Linked DNA regions of Delphinus delphis: region 2 is linked to region 1. Evidence: chromatin contacts called from public Hi-C data. All regions are on one chromosome and are shown on one strand. Each heading gives the region's core, a stretch centred on a gene start, on an enhancer-like site or on the middle of the called end of the contact. The rest is flanking DNA. Distances are from core to core; before and after follow the strand shown. Region 1 holds the start of ATP5PB (ATP synthase peripheral stalk-membrane subunit b). Region 2 holds the start of DDX20 (DEAD-box helicase 20).

The links. A called contact is a pair of places that touch in the nucleus more often than the background predicts.
Region 2: a Hi-C map of lung shows a contact between it and region 1, with 7 times the contacts expected there. The contact joins the promoter of DDX20 here to the promoter of ATP5PB in region 1. A contact is called at or near these places in 2 of 3 Hi-C or Micro-C datasets (lung and muscle).

What each region holds. Positions count from the first base shown.
Region 1 is chr1:97,449,183-97,454,699 of mDelDel1.2, reverse strand. ATP5PB (ATP synthase peripheral stalk-membrane subunit b) reads right to left here and starts at 2,527. Exons shown (of 7, transcript XM_060027229.1): 1 at 2,373-2,527; 2 at 2,060-2,096. The coding sequence starts at 2,412. WDR77 (WD repeat domain 77) reads left to right here. Exons shown (of 11, transcript XM_060027217.1): 2 at 2,762-2,908; 3 at 3,170-3,355; 4 at 4,141-4,282; 5 at 4,561-4,610. The coding sequence starts at 2,794.
Region 2 is chr1:97,724,306-97,729,822 of mDelDel1.2, reverse strand. It overlaps DDX20 (DEAD-box helicase 20), which reads right to left and starts at 2,070. Exons shown (of 11, transcript XM_060027294.1): 1 at 1,731-2,070; 2 at 889-983; 3 at 1-101. The coding sequence starts at 2,031.

The sequences.
Region 1 (5,517 bases), core at 1,278-3,777:
TCCTCAAATACCCCTTGAACCTAGCCCCCTCCCTGCTGCTTTGAAAGTTTTTAAAATGCAAATTTGACTTTAAAACTCTTCAACAGGCTCTCTCCTGCCCACAGAAAACAAACTACTTAATACAGGATACGTGATTCAGCACCTGTCAAATTTTATATCCTCATCTTCCTTCATTCTCCTGCTCTCCAGCCATATGGAACTACTTACAGCTTTCAAAAACAAACAAACAAAAAAAACAAAAAAACCCTCATGCTGCTCCTTCTGCCTGGTATACCTTTCACTTAATGAGTGCCAAGACCAACCAGCCTTCAGAACATCTTGAGTATATCCTTTATAAAGGCCTTCCAATCTTGGGTTGACAATTACTCACTCAACAAAACATTTACTGACTTTCTGCTTGTATTAGGCACCGGGAGTTTAACAATAAGCAGACAAAGTCCCAGCCTCTGACATTCTAGTAGGGGTTTGGGAAGTGTTGAGTGTATAGGTCCATACACAATTTCAGACAGTTTTAAGTGCCATGAAGAAAAACAGGTGAAGGAAGGGGCTAAGGAGCAACGGAGTGAGGGAAAGGCTTTTTTGGTAGATCAGATGACATTTGAGCCAATGACCTGGGGAAAAGAGAGAAGAGCAACTACAAAGGTCCTGAGGCAACAATAAGCTTGGCAGTTTTCAGAGGAATAGCAAGAAGGCCAGTAAGGCTAGAGAATGAGCTTAAAAGAGAATGTAAGAAGGTAAATCAAGAGGTAGGATGGGGTCAACCCATGTTGAACTTTCTGTGTTAAGGTAAGTTTGGATTTGATTTCAAGTGGGATGGGCAGCTCTAGAGGGTTCTGCAGGGGAAGGGTGGGGGGACTGACAGAATCCCTGTGGCTATTGTGAGGATGGCCTGTAATGGGACAAGAATATAGATTCAAGGAGACTAGTTAGGAGACAACTGAAATAGCCTAGGTGAAACGTGATGGTGGTTCACACTCCAGTAGCAGTAGTAGTGGAAGAAGTGGTCAGAGTCTGGATATCATCTGGAGAAAGAGCCTTACTAATGCATTAGACATGAAATGTGAAAGAGAAATCAAGGATGTTCCTTGCATTTTGTATATGTATTTATTATCTATATTACAATTATTTACTTGTCTATATGGAATCTTTCTTCTCTGAGAAGTTGGAAGCAGCCAATTATAGCCTCACTTTATTGCTTATACAAAAAATTACAGATAAACCAAAGCCACTTTTTCAAGCTACAGGATTGTTATCAAATTTTTCAAGATTTAGGACTAAGTCTGGAAGTAAAAAGAGAAATCCCAAAGAAAACTGACGTTTTATGAAATATCAGTAACACCTTCTAATATTTACTAAGCACATACTATGTACCAAGCACTGTTTTTAGGGTTCCCAGGAATTAATTCCCTTAATTTTCACAATCCATAATGTACTATTCTATTTTGCACAAGGGGAAATTAAGGTCCCACAGTAAGGTCCCACTTGTAAGTGGAGGAGCCCGGTGTACCCTCTTTCAGCTTTGGAATCCTCGCTGTAAACTACCATTTTATAGCTGCCTCCTCTGGTAGACTGTGCGTGAGGTCCACGAAGGCAGGTACTTAACCTTACTCATTTTTTTTACGTTCGGTTACGTGCGTGGCAAGATAAATATCTACTGAAACGACGAATAATTTCTCTGACCTGACAGTAAAAGTTGGAATCTGGGAGGCAGATTAAAAACAATATGCTTCACTGTTTTATTTAACAAAACTTGTCCTAGGGTATGCAATCTAGTAACCCCGACTAGAGATGCCGCAGCTGTGGCTAGCTGAAGGTCACAAGGGAGAGGGGCGGGGCTTAGGGGACACCAAAACCAGTTTCTAGTTTAGTTAGAACACATTAAGTGACACAACGGTGTTCCAGGCAGTAACAGGAGCACACATGTTTGAATGAGACTTGAAGCGTTCCAAAATAACCTAAAGAAAGGTAATTACCGGCCCAAAGGTAAGAACAGATTACCCAGAAGTGAAATAGGTGATAAAACACGGACAAAAGGGAGTATTACACCCCTTACACTTACCCTGGACCGAGGAGGGCTGCGTTCTTCAGAGAGGGAGCTAGAAATACACAAGGCACAGGTTAGCAAGGTCACCGTGAAATCTGGTTTGCCCCTTCCTCGGTCCCCGCGGAGCCCAATCACTAAGGCCATGCGTCCCCCATTCCTATCCCCCGAGACCCCACACTCTCCTTCTGAGCGGCACTAATCAACTCTCCACGCAGGCCCAAATCCCGCCGCGCCTTTCATCCCCTTTCCTCCCACCCGCTCCAAGTAGCCCTAGACGCGCTGGTTTGCAATCACTCTGCTAGCCTGGACTAGGGTCTGCACCTCTCACCTGCTGCGGTGGCGGCAGAAAGTACCACCCGGGACAACATTGTCAGATAGCGTCCACACAACAGTCTTCGCGCCCCAGTGACCGCTACAGGAGACTCTGTCAGGGGCAGAAACAAGATGGTCGCTCACAAGTCTCGCGAGAAGAGAACATCGTGCCCTTTTCATCAACTTCCGGTCTTTTTTTTTTTTTTTTTTTTTTTTTTTTTTTTTGCGATAAGAAGCACAGGGCACTGAGAGCCCGCGGCAAGAGGTTGCTCGCTGGAAACGGGAATGGAATCGTAGAAGCAATTCTCGCGAGATGTAGAGAGGCTGTAGCCTGGCCGGAGGGGCGGAGGCCTATAGCGGGGCCACGTGGTGGCTCGCGGAGCTGAGTCTCCGACGGGCGTCCAGTTTGGGTCTAGGTTGGAGTTGGAATCGTGGAGATGCGGAAGGAAACCCCGCCCCCGCTAGTGCCCCCGGAGGCCCGGGAGTGGAACCTTCCCCCTAATGCACCAGCCTGTATGGAGCGGCAATTGGAGGCTGCGCGGTACCGGTCGGGTGAGCCTAGGTCCTGGGTCTGGGAGTTCCCTCACCCCACCCCGAATGCCCTTTCCCGGGACTAAACCTTCCAGCCTTCCCCCAGCCCCCCGCTTACCCCGCATGCCATCCTCACCCCTGCCTCGCGTCGCTGAGCTCAGTCCCCAGCCGTGCTCGGCGTTCCTGGGCTCCGATCCAGACCCGGCCAGCTGGCTGCTGGGCGGTCACCAGGGAGATTAGCCCTTCCACTCCTCACGCGCTGACAACTTGTATCTCCCTTAGATGGGGCGCTTCTGCTCGGGGCTTCTAGCCTGAGTGGCCGCTGCTGGGCTGGCTCCCTCTGGCTTTTCAAGGACCCTTGTGCCGCCCCCAACGAAGGTTTCTGCTCCGCTGGAGTCCAGACGGAGGCCGGAGTGGCTGACCTCACTTGGGTAGGGGACAGAGGTATCCTAGTGGCTTCCGATTCAGGTGAGTCACTTTCTCCTCAACCTTACAGGTGGGATGGAGGCCATGGGTATAGGTCGGGCTGTGCTCAATTTTTAAAATCCCATACTCAGTGCTTGGGGGAGCTTGAGGGTGTTGGTCCCGAAGGAGAGTAACTGTGTAGGTAGGAAATACCTTCCCCAAGATTCTAAATTGTTTGGTGGAAATTCCTAGTATAATCCATAACAAAATTAAGAAATTAATTGGAACTATTTTTCTTCTCTGTATCCACCCAACCCCAAACCAAGGATAATCTTGATCTTAAAGATGATGCCGAGGCCAATCTGTGCTCTTTCCATTTCTTCCCATTTTATTCTTAAATGCCTTTATTCTGCTTTCTTTGCCTTGAATGTCAGTCTCAGCAATGGAGGCTTTGACATTAAAAAAAAAAGAAATCAGAATATGGACGTTGGCAGGCATTGCATGGAAGGATAAGTGTGGGACATTAAAGATTGAGCCTCTCTGGCGATTGAGCTTGAACACTCTATATTCAGGGCAGCTGTCTGATGATTTTCTATACTTAGTCACTGTACAACATATTTTTATGTTATTCAACATATTTTTATGACTCTAAGACATTTATTCAAATTGTTCAACAAATACTTTAGTGTCCAAATAACTGGGAATATTTAACCATACGGCCTGTGTGCTACTCAGATCATTGGGGAGATTTCCTCCTTGTCTCCTGAGAGCTTAGAATCCTAGAAGCGAATTTCTGTCTTGGCATAATCCAAGCTTGTTTCCCTCACCCTACTCCCCACCCCCAACAGGTGCTGTTGAATTGTGGGAGCTGGATGAGAATGAGACACTAATTGTCAGCAAGTTCTGCAAGTATGAGCACGATGACATCGTGTCTACAGTCAGTGTCCTAAGCTCTGGCATGCAAGCTGTCAGTGGTAGCAAAGACTTTTGGTGGGTCCCTCCTCTCATCGCTCCTGTTTCTGGGCCTCCTTTGGGTGTCTTTAGCATCATATTAGCCTCATTAAATTATGTTTTGGGCTCATTATAAGAACCCAGTGACTAATTATGATATGCCTATAAGGTTTTCTTAGAGATTTTTGCAATCCATGGTAAAAGTAGGCTGTACCAGAAGTCCAGTAGGCAAAGACATAGGGCGTTCTTATTTGAACACACGTTTTTATGTAGGTAGTGTAGGTCAAATTAAGTCTCTGTTTCCTTTTGCTTCTTAGCATCAAAGTTTGGGACCTTGCTCAGCAGATGATTCTGAACTCATACCGAGGTGAGTGCATGTTCCTTCCTTTTCAGTCCTGGCCTTGGCTGTTTTGTTTTTATTCTCCCCTTTGGGCTCTTTGAACTTTGCTTGCATGTTAGTGATATCAATTCTTTGCTCTCCTGCCTGGTAGTATATTTCTTCCAAAACTACGGTCAGGCTCCAATGTCGATTCTAGCCCTTTTCATAATTTCCCTATATTTTTTTTTTTATTGACAGCCTCACCACCTTCTTGGTCACCTGAGGCTGAAAATCCCAGTCCTCTTCCACTCCTCCTGTTTCCCACTATCAGTTGGTCCCCAAGTTCTTTGGAGTCTTTTTCCATTTCGTCAGTGACCTTCCATTCCATTTCTTATGCTCCCATTTACTTTCAGGCTTTATCTTATTACAGACGGTGGCACTCATCTCATTGTTCTACCTGTAATCTTTAGTCTTTCATTGGTTTCTTGTGGCTTGCAGGTTAAAATCTCATGTTCATGTCCTGGCATTCAAGCCTTTTTCCTGTCACTCCTTCAAGCATACCATGCTATCTAAACCCAATCACAGTAGATCTTTGGCATTCTCCAAGTATAAACCCTGATACTTGTGAATCTTGAACTTTTGAATATTCACCTCTATAAAATCTCATTTTTTTGGTGAGAACCATCACTTTCTATTAATGTTCCTTTTTCTGCTCACTTTCATTAGCAGCACTAGCAGTTGACTTTATTTTGGGAGCCATTCCTCATGAAGATACCAAATCTTAATGAAGATAATGTATAGAGCGTTAATGTGTGTGTGGCTAAGAGATGTAGATATGGGTGATCACGGGTTCCCCCAGTGACTAAGTGCCTTTCTCTGCCAGTTCTAACTTCAAAGTGCGTGATTCAGATATGAGCGAAGCAAAATCATAAACTCATATATCTCCTGGAGCTTC
Region 2 (5,517 bases), core at 821-3,320, 280 kb before region 1:
ATAAACACATGACACTCTAAGCCTTCCATTTTTATTCCAATGGCTGTGATAACAGAATGTATCTGTACAGCAATTTCTCTTGTAGGAGCCAAGATCAAAATCTAAAAAACACATAAAATATACCTTTAACAAGTCGGTAGAATAAATACATAAGGCAGGACTCAAAAAGCTTTACAGTGTTTTTTAACCCAGATACTCATATCTGGGTTAAAAAACACTGTTGAAGAGTCATCATCAGATATACATGACTGAGAACTTGAAATACAGCCTGCTGTAACTACTAAACCACAAAGTAAGACTATGAGGGTCATACCTGATTCATCTTTATATCCCCAATGCCTGGCATACTGTTTAAACATAACATGGGCTCAACAAATCTTTGCTGAAGAAATGATCTCCAAACCCAAATCTCCTGTTAATTTGGGTAAGGCCCTCTTAGACCCTACTCTGAGAGAACCCAGAAGGTGGGAGATCAGTATAATACATTCACTGTAAGAACCACATGCAGTTACCTACCATAGCCAAACACCTCATTACCACGAATCAGGTCAAATGCTAAACCTCACCACAATCTAGTGAGCAAATAAAAGAATAAAAAATCCCTATCTGTATTCTCAAGTAATGACAAAATTGACACACATGGCAGACTTATTTTATTTAACACGCAGTAATAACAGAAATCTCTAAACTTCTAACACTAATAATGTGTATTTGGTCACTAACCACACCAACACCACTCATCAGCCTAAGTATCTACTTTACTTGTATACTTTTCATATGTCTTAACACAATCATTCACTTCTACCTCTGAGGAGCTACTGGTATTTCATCTGACCTGTAGGAAATCCACATAACATACCCTCCTTGGGTCCTCTGAGCTAAACTCACCTGGGTACTTAGGTTTTCAAGAACAAGAGAGTCCAAAGCAATGGTGGAGAATACACAGGTTTTCCCAGTGCCAGACTTAGCTTGAACAATTAAATCTGGAGAGGAAAAAAAAAATTATCATTAGCCAGGACTGACTGAAGAAGCTTAGGTACCAACATGAAATTCCAGAACTAGACAGGCCTCCAGAGATCACATCCTTAACCACCTTCGTTTTTAAGTTAACTCTAAAACAAGCATGCGGCCATATCCAGAAACAGGCCTCCTCCCTGAACCTCCACCGTTTCTCTTCTTTTTTTGGCTTAGAAAGCAGAAATTTATTTTCTCAAAGTTTTGGAGGCCAGAAATATGAAATCAAGGTATCAGCCGGGCCACATTCCCTCCTACGGCTCTATGGTACAATCCTTCCCGTCTCTTCCAGCTTCTGACGGCTGAGACATTTCTTGGCTTGGAGTTGTGTAATTCCAATCTCTGCCTCCATTTTCACATGGCTTTCTTCTCTGCCTTTCTCCCTGCTCTTATAAGGACTCTTGTCACTGGATTTAGGGCCTACCCTAATCCAGGCTGATCTCATCTGAGATCTTTCCTGCCGTTTATATTCCCAAACGTAGAACCACTTGACAGCGTGGAATGGACCTCAACTATCTCCAAATTCAATACTGCGCCTCCGTTTGACAGAGGAGGAAACTGAGGCTCGCGTGCGTGCGGCGTCTTGCCCCGGGCCGAGCCCTGCAAGACGGCCGCTCTGGGCCCTTCCCGGCCCTCGCCACGGGCTTGGCCGCCGCCGCCGCCGCCGCCGCCCCCTCCTGTGGCCCTCCCGGCCCCTCCAGGGCCCCAGCCCTCACCAAGTCCGCACCGCCCCAGCGGTATGGCCTTGAGCTGCACGGGCGACGGCCGCTCGAAGCCAACCGCCCGCAGCCCCTCCACCACCGGCCGCGACAGCAGCAGCGACTCGAAGTCCCCCGGCTCCGCCAGCAGCACGTCCCCGGTGCGGGTCCGCGGACTGTTGATGTCATGAGCCGTCCGCAGACTCCGCACTGGCCGGGTGGCTGGCTCCGGGGCCGCGAACTGCGCAGCCACGCGCTCCGCCGGCATAGTGCTCTCCACGGTCTTTAAGGCCGCCGAGCCTTCAAAAGCCGTCGCCATGCTAGCCGCGCCGCCGGATCTCGCGGTACTTGGGGAGAGGCGTGGAGCCTGAGAACAAGAAGAGGAAAAACTTTATTGGCAGTCTTCCTGCGAAGACACTGACACTCCCGGCCTCGAAGAGGAGGGGTAAGGGACGGAAGTCGGAGGCTTAGAAGGACTCGGAAACAGCTATAACAACAAAAAAAACGTGGCCTGAGGAAGGCGGGAAAAGGGAGGGGAGGAAAGCTGAGGCTACCGGTGTGTCGCCGCCTGCGGCCTACAGAGGGCGCCGCGCGCTCACGGTGGGAGCACTGCCCCGCCCTGCGCCCGCGTTGCTGACCTCACAATGCTGCCTTTGTGAAGAGCCCAGTGCGTCACGCTCCCAGCCTCCGGGCTTCGGCTCGGCGGTCAACTCCTCCGGCTCCCCACCGTGTCCCGCCCCAACTCGCTGCCTCCTCCTGTGCTCGCAGAGAGCGCCCGAAGTACAGCGAGATTTAGGATTGACCACGTTGCCAGGTATATATCTGTGTGCTTTCATCTCTGCGTTCCCAGCCCCTAGCACAGTACCTGGCACACGCTGAGCTCTGATAAAAGCAAATCGAATTGGAACCAGCAACTGAACTGACAACTCCCACATTAGTATCTACACCTCCGACCCTCCTCTGAACTCCAGACTTGTACATCCATCTCCCTTTTCAACACTTCCACTTTATGTCTAATAGCTCAAATTTAACATTTTCTATGTGTTGCTCCTATCCCTCCCCACCACCATCTCATGGATGACAGCAGTCTTTACCACTTTATTTTAGGTCTCTGCTCAAATACGACCTTTTCAAAGAGGACTTTCCTGAACACTCTGAGATAGCTCCCCCATCCTGGCAGCTCCCCAGCCTTTCCCATCACTCTCTATTCCCTTATTCTGCTTTATTTTTCTGCTTATCACTAGATGAAATCATATGTTTATTGTCTGTCTCCCCCACTCTCTGAGGACAGGGACCTATTCTCTTTTGTTCTCTGCAGTATGCCTAATCGGAAAAAACAATCTAACACAGAGTAAGTGCTCAATATTTATTGAATAAATGAGCTCCTATAAAAAGTCTGAGTCGTAACTCCAAATTAAGTATTTTTGGAACCTAATATTCACAATTACAAATCTAAAGATTATATCATAATTCTGGTCGTTATCTCTCACCAGCCTCACACTTCCCTACACACACACACACACACACACACACACACACACACACACACACGGTGATGATGCAGATTCCAAAGGAGGTAGGAGGACTTTGGCAAGGTAATCCCACTGGAAAGGTATTCTCAGATGCATTTTTCTTATAAATTTACAAAACATTGAGAAAATGTCAACTGTTCATATGAAAGAAGGGGGCCTGTTGGGAGTGGGCAGTAAAGGTTCCAGACTTCCTCTTAGTACCTACCCCACCTCTTTCATCCACTTAATCCCTAAATCCCAAACCTGGGAATTAATTATTCTTGATTCCACCTTCCATTATCCCTCTCCCCTTTCTTTTTTTTGGGGGAGGGGGGGATTTGGATTGACCAGGGATTGAATCCGGGGCCATGGCAGACAGTGAAAGCACTGACCTAACCACTGGACCGCCAGGGAAATCCTTCCCCTTTCTAACAATTACTTGAGGGCAAGTAATTTTGCTTCCAAATATTGCATCCATATTTCTTCTCCAGTCTCCATAGCATCTGTCCTATTTTAGGTCCCTTTTAAGGGTCCTATTTTAGGACCTTTTAGGTCCTAACTATCACAACAACCTCCTGAATGGTTCCCCTGCCCAAATATTGCAGTTATGTTACTAGTCATAAATTATATTGCTATAGCTAAAAACAAATCAATACAATTTTTTTCCTCAGTAGTTAAAAAGTGTAATAATGCTTGCTGTTGGTCGTAATTTTTAGTGCCATAAAAATAAAACATAAAGGTAAGAGATCATTTAATAACCAGGTAAGGTATGAGAGTAACATACGCAGAAACCAGTTGGACTGTTGTCTGCCTGCTGGCCTCCTTCAGGATAAAATCACAATGGGACCCCAGCCTCTTTGTATGCTGTTCTGTCTACTTGGAAAATCTTTCCTCACCTTATGTACCTGGAAGGTAGAGGGGGGAAGGATTCCTGTGAATTGAAGAAGTGGGAGTAAAAGGTAGACTCGGAATGGATTTTCAGGTTCAAATGGTCCCAGGCAATGATTTCACAATGGAAGTTTCTGCACCCAGAGGAAAGGAAAATAATGTAAACAAAAACATAGACGTAAGGTGGCCCCCCTCGAATGTGAGGATCCGTGGGACTATGTGGAAAGAAGGGAAGGCACTAAGATTTTTATAGCCACTTTTTCTCATTTGATCCTCAAAGCAACAAAGGGTAGGCAACCTTATTATTTGCATTCAATCTGCAAACATCTCTTCATTCATTCTTTCAGCAGAAATCTTCTAAACGCCTAATACGAATCAGCCAGATGCTGGAGATGCAAAACTGGGACAAAATAAGCAGAGCACTTGCCCTCAAGAAGAAAGATACATGCAGACGGATAGCTCTGGCCAAGGAGGAAATATTCAAATAGCACAAGGTGGTGTAAAAGTACATGCAGTACTGACATTTTTCAGGGCCTTAGCGGCTCAAAGTGTGGCTGTCATGTGGGAGAGCGTGAGAACATCTGAAAAATTGAGAAAAACAGCTTTTGGTATTCAGAGGCCAATAGCTTTCTTCTCTATGCTCTTCTCTCCCCATCCCAAATCAGAGTGGTTTAAAGCATGCATGGAACTATAAGAAAACCTCCATGCCCGGGTCACTCCTTTCGTAATCCCTGGAGTCTAGCACTTCTGCCAAGATAGCTGCACCAGGAGACAATGCTCAAGTCCCTTGAAGCACTGGGGTGGGGGTGGGGGGTGATGTTCTGAGCTGATCCTGAAGGATAGATGTGGAGTTCATCAGGCAGTGGGGGTGGAAGGAAAGCTCACCAGGCAGACAAGTTAGAAAGATATTCTGGGCAAAAGGAACAGTTTGTGCAAAGGCGTGGAAGCATGAGAAACTATAGTAGATACGGTAAGGTATGAGCTTTAGCATGAACGGAGGCAAGTATGGCAGCGCTTACCAGGAAACAAGGTTGCAGAGATATATTGGTCCCATAGTATGGAGGACCTTGTCTGCCACCATAAGGAACATAAAATTAATGTGTTATGCTCGCCCAAAGGAGGATAGTGTTATGTAGCAATAGAGAGAAATACAATTGGAAGTATAGACGAAGGCTTGATCGGTGACAAAGCTGAGGAGTTTGGATTGTAACTTGCAGAGCATCGAGCATCATCTCAGTTTGGGATCTAGTATGAGGTAGTAACTGCAAGGCCCACTTTATAACGCTGTTTCTCACACCTAACAACCCCTGGGTCTTTTGGGTGTTGTCCACTGCTTTCTGAGTGTCAGTGCTTAACCTGTGTGCTGCTTAGCCAGCAAGCAGTGACTGAGCACATGTTTCCTAGTT